Linked DNA regions of Rattus norvegicus: region 1 is linked to region 2. The links are chromatin contacts, called in public Hi-C maps. All regions are on one chromosome and are shown on one strand. The core of a region is the stretch at or near the end of the contact, and the rest is flanking DNA. Distances in the headings are between cores, read along the strand shown. Region 1 has its middle 14 kb from the start of Trnar-ucu6. Region 2 overlaps Cobl (cordon-bleu WH2 repeat protein).

The links. Hi-C and Micro-C count contacts between places; a contact is called where the count stands out from the background.
Region 1: a Hi-C map of Schwann cells shows a contact between it and region 2, with 8 times the contacts expected there. The contact joins two enhancer-like sites. A contact is called at or near these places in 8 of 12 Hi-C or Micro-C datasets (the A7r5 cell line, Schwann cells, frontal cortex and 5 more).

The regions. Positions count from the first base shown.
Region 1 is chr14:91,336,622-91,339,531 of GRCr8, reverse strand. No RefSeq gene overlaps it. Among named protein-coding and RNA genes, the nearest start is that of Trnar-ucu6, 14 kb to the left of the region's middle. Within about 2 kb of position 1,656, at least 17 of the 93 cell types and tissues checked have an H3K27ac peak or open chromatin away from gene starts, as enhancers often do.
Region 2 is chr14:91,107,999-91,110,706 of GRCr8, reverse strand. The region is part of intron 9 of Cobl (cordon-bleu WH2 repeat protein); the gene reads left to right. Among named protein-coding and RNA genes, the nearest start is that of Cobl, 160 kb to the left of the region's middle. Within about 2 kb of position 1,411, at least 21 of the 93 cell types and tissues checked have an H3K27ac peak or open chromatin away from gene starts, as enhancers often do.

The DNA of each region.
Region 1 (2,910 bases), core at 407-2,906, 230 kb before region 2:
ACTTGATATTGGAGTCAAAACTTGGATTTGAAGTAAAGTTTTATTTCCTGTCAATTATCTAGTCTTGGGCATTTTGCTATGGCAATAGAAGTAGAGAGGTGTAGGGTGCTTTTCGCTTAATAGAATTTGGTTTAAAGAATGAACAAAATGGGTCTTCAAAGCTAAATTAAGTAACTGGATATGAGTAAATGCTAAATATACTAAAATAGAAACAAAGAATTGTGAGACGGAGTGAACAGAGGCATTCCTTCCATTCAGATTAGGCAAAGAAGGCTGCACCACGCCGAAATTGAACAGTAGTGGATAATCACAAGGAGAAACAGGCGTATGAGCAAGCCAACAAATGAATAGTCTAAGACACTTGTGACAATGCAAAATAATACTCAAAAGCAATTAACCAGTTGGGGTGCCTCTTGTCCAAAAGTCTCAAAGATGATTGATTGATTGATTGATTGATTGTTGTGTTGTGATAGGGATTTAAATAGATGTCCTTTGGGCTCCAACATTCAGTGACTCCCAAATGGCTGTTGGGAGTTCAGGAGACGGATGAATAAATGTTGGCAAGTAATCTAAGAGACAAATAGGGGAAAACAAGGAGCACAGAATGTCTCCCTTTAGAGAAAGAAGAACTAGCAACTGCAAGGCCCTGGGTTCGGTCCCCAGCTCAAACAAACAAACAAACAAACAAAAAAAGAAAGAAAGAAAAGAAAAAGAAATAGAGAAAGAAGAAAGATGAAGCCTGAAGCAACAGGCATGCTCGGCAGAGAACCTGAAGAATGCTTGCTCAGTGAGGCTGGACCTTTGCCTCTGTGTCCTAGTCTTGGTTGGAAACACTGTTGCCTGGCACTAGAATGAGAAGCCCGGGAAGTTCCCCCTGGCTGCCTTTAGGGAAATCAAAGTAAGTAAATTAACACAAAACATTATTCCTGTGTCCTTTTGCCAAACAGGCATGAGATACTGGCTTTCCCAAAGCAATGAAAAAACTGAGAAATGGAAACATATCATTGAGTACTGAACAGATTTCAGTAAATTATTTAGGCCCCACTTACTGCCGAGTCCTACACAGTTACTTGTCCGTGACCTATTTGTTCAGTCGTGTGTCGTTTTCTTCCCTACCCATTTAGACGCTCTTTGCACAGCTTCAACTTCTCAGGGAAACATTAGAGTAGACACGTCGCTACTCTTTAGGTCCAGCAAGTGTCTATTTCGACCACCCAGTGAGTCCCAGAAGCTGTAGAGCCCTCAAGGTTTTTGCGTTTCAGGCGAAAAAGGCACATGGCTTTCCTTACAGGGCCAAATTGCTGATCTAGAAGGTGATTTACCCTTGGGCTTGGGGGAAAGCAATAAGGCTTGCTTGCTACACTACAGTCTGTGGTTTTCTTAGGCAATCATTGCCCTCGGTCTGCTGTATTTTATCTCAGTCACCACTAGATGGAAGTGGTTTCCACAGATTTGTTTCTAAAGGGTTCTGCAGCAAGCCTTTTTACTGACTCAAGCTCAGGCAGTCTAGGGAGCTGCGTAGGGAACCCTGCTAGCTTTTCTCAGAGGATGGGATAGAGCCAAGCAGAACAGCCATTCCGTGGCTCACCTTCCTTCTCTACCTCGACCCCACCGGAGAGAGCTGCCCTGGAAACCAAGCTGCGAAAGGGGGTGGGGGGACCACAGGGGAGCAAACTGTGCAGCTGTCCACGCCCCCCCACCCCCCGCCCGAGCCATGCTGTTTCCATGGTGCCGCTCACACAGGATAACATGGATAGCATGCTGCCCTTCAGAAACCCTCAGAAGTTGGTGCAAATTTTGATGGCCTTGAGGCTTGGGCATGACTGTACACAAGGCCTACCTGAGCTAATGTAGCCAAAATGTGTCCTCAAAGACGGCCTCCCACATAACCTCAGCAGTCTCTGCTCCAGCTTCAGACGCTTTGCAAACCATATAGTCCTGTGTCTGTCCCTCAGGCTGTCAATTCCCAGCATCCCTTTTGACTTTCTTTCCCTGTTCATTGTCTCTCTGACTGCCCATCATCTTCATTTCTCTGACCTTGGCTAGGGTTCACGTTTGATAAAGGGCTTATTGTCCCCCATTCTGACCTACCCCTCTCTCTGGTGTGTGTGTGTGTGTGTGTGTGTGTGTGTGTGTGTGTGTGTGTGTGTGTGTATGCACGAGTGCGAGCGTGCATGAGTGCATATTGCTAGGTATTGCGCCAGGGCCTTGTACATACTGGACAAATGCTTTACCACTCAGTTATATAGACAGATCTTCTTCAGTTTTGGTATTGTCATAGACCAACTATGCCTCTCCTATTGAGTCCACACTTGAAAATGCTGTTCTAGGCATCTGTAGACTTATTTGAAGGGAAGATGAAAACAGGGGCTATATGTTCTGTGCCCACAGCAGACATTAGTAGTTGCTCTTCACTCAGCCCAAGGTAGGCTTCACCCGGTCCAAGTGCCCTCATTAATACATCAGACTTGATACCACGGAGACTGGCTACTGCAACCTAAGAGCACTTCTTAGCTAAAGAATAGTCCCATTTCTGTGACCCAAAAGTGGTTTAACACCCTTGCTTTGATAAATGTGTTTCTGGTGATGGATGGCCTCATCATAAAACACAGGTAAGCATTTCTCTACCAGCACAGTTTAGGCACATTTTGAATGCATCCCATTCAGACAGTAGTCTATTTCAATTGGTCGATTTAGTAGGCACACAGACTAAGCTTAGAAACAGAGAGAAGTGAGCCAGGAAAATGAAGGTATGAGGTTCCAGGAAGTGACATCAGCCAGGGTAGGAAGTATATTACTAAGTAGCGGAGAAGTAAGCTTCTGCAAGAAACACCAGGAGAGCAGGAGAGCTTCTGGGTGACTTTGGAGAGGATGGAGATTGAGCAAGGCAAACACTCTGTCTCACTGGAT
Region 2 (2,708 bases), core at 162-2,661:
CATTTTGACAAAGACCTGTGGCCATTTTACTTAAGAAAGATTGAAAATCCCAGTGGAGTTCAGTATACCCTTTTCTGCTTGCTTCTTTATTCTTTTGTTGGATGGAGTCCTTGAAATGTGGTGAATAACTCTAGAACAGTGTGTCCAACTCACAAATCCTGAGAACGTTAGGTGTCACTTAAAATACTTCCCGCTTTAGGAAACATTTTTTTTCATATTCCTAAGTAAGTTAACTAGCATCAAAGCACAGCCTTTTGAAAAAGCCAACAGAAGGCAGATGTGAAGTTTCCTAGGCCGAAGAATAAGCTCTTCCCTTTGCCAGCCATTGGCATACCTACCTAGAGTTAAGGTTCGTTTCTGTGAGCCATGAAGTCAGCTCCTTTGCGGTCAAAAATCTTGCAGATTCTGCACAGATGAATGCCATAGATGATGAAGAAAATGAATGCCACAGATGATGAGTGAGCTCCGTAGCCCACCCCCCCAAACCTCCTGTTACCAAGTTTGTCCTCAACATGACTACGTGTGAATGGTTCTTAACGTGATTTTTAAGAGCAGGAGACTAATAGCTCTCTGCTCTGCATTCTTTAATCTGATTCGTATTAATTAAGCTTTCTTATTTCCCATTAGATATCTACTTACACATGCAAGCGCTTCATGGGCATGCCTAAGCCAATAACACTGTGTGCATTTGGATTCTGCTTCATAGCTTTCTAACCAGCTCCCATTCTGCCAGCATTCGAGAATCTGCTCTCACGAATCACTTTCGTGGAACCATCCCATGAGTTGCACTGAACTGTTTGTTTTCAGGATTTACAGTACAGTCATAATTGGGCTATTAATGGCTCATCCGTTACTTATTTCAGAAGACCCTGGGGATTTGCAGATAGAGCACATGGAGCTCATGCTAAAGCATTGCTTTACGGTTTTTTAAAAAAATCATTCATTGACTATCATGTTTGAACACATTTTCTGTACATAATTTGGGGAAATAAGTCTTTCTCAGGATATATGTTTATAGGGGTTCTGGCAAAGAATTATAACAGCATTGGAAAAAAAAAATGAGGCCATTTTCTCTTAGCCTTGGCAACCACCGTAGCGTTATTTCTAGCATTCACTTCTGGGTCTTCTGGATAAGGTCATTTGTAGAATTCTCTTTTAAATTTGAATAGAAGCCCTATTCTAAAACATGCTAAGGGAAATTATAAACCGGGGTTGGGGGGGTGGGAGGGTGGGGGCGGAAAGATCAGAGAAAACGATTAGCATTTTTTAATTGAAAGTTGGTAATTTGAGTTTGATCGGATGCAAAATTAAGAATAATAATTCACACTTCAGGCGAGTGACTCAGCACAGAGGCTGAGAGCAGAGAGATTCGGAGCACACCCTGGCAGTTTGCAGATGCCTGCGTGCAATCTAAGTGCACTTTAGGAGCCAATGCTCACAAAGGGCTGCTGGCGGGTGACAGCTACAGCCTGAGCAGAGAGCCTGAAGCCTGTGAGATGGGGCAGTGTTTTTTTTTTTTTGGCAGACACCCTTAAATTTGGGTCAGTGCTCCTAAGTCACCTAATCTCTTGTTCTAAAATTCAGTCCCCCACCCCACCCCCAATTAAATATGTCTGCTTTTTAAAACAAACCTATTAATTGCCAAGCTCCTTAAAGTCTGCCACCGGGTAGAGATAGGAGCAAGCACAGAGACGCCCCTCGCCCTTTTCTCCTATTGATTTGTTTCTTTCCCGATCATGGAAGGGAGCTGGCTACACAGCTGCTCCTGCTGCCATGGGAAAAGGCAGAGCATCCAGGCAAACAGGAAATGGATCCTGAGCGAATAGCCTTTTCCATAAAACAGCAGGAAATTATTGACTGTGGGAGAGTCTGTCCCTGACTACATCTTCAGCTTGTTATTTTTGTACCCTGGACGTTATTATCCCCACCTAGAACTAATATCGGATGCTCTTTAAAATAGAAGTAAGGAAAGCCACAGTCTGTGCAGAGCCCCCGAAGAAAAAGGAAATTTAGAAACTTAATTCTCCTTGCTAATTATTTTTAGCCCTTCATGTCCCTGACTTGAAAGAGATTTAAAGGGTTGGGTGGCAATGCAGTGAAACCGGCCTGTGCCAGCTCATGAAATCAGACTGTTCAAGTTTCAAGAAATGTATAAGCAAATTGCTAGATAGAATTATTAATAAAAAATGGAAGGAGTGAAATTTTTCATTTTTTATTAATTCTTTGAGGATTTCATACAACGCTGTTTGATCATATTCATCTCATCCCCTAACACCTCTCAAATCTTCCCCTTTCCTTACCCACCACAATTTGTGTCTTCTTTTTGTCATTTTTAAACCCATCAAGTACAGTTTCTATTGGCTGTACAGTCTTAGATTTGTGGCATTCTGTTGGGGTATAGTTGCCCTACCAGAGGTTATGCCTTTAATACTGATTCTCCCTCTCCCAGCAGTTGCCCATAACTCCTTAGCTAGGAGTGGGACTTCATGCCACGTCCATCCTCCCCGTGCTGGGATGTGGTCTGGGTTGATGTCTGGGTTGATCTTGCACAGGTTTTGTGCATGCAGTCACAACAACTATGAGTTCATATGTGCAACTGTCCTACTGTGTCTGGGAAAGTTTTCTTTTAGCTGTATATACCTCTGCCTCTTAAAGTCTTTTATTCCTTTTTCTACTGTGATCCTTGAGCTTTCAGAGGAAACAGTGCG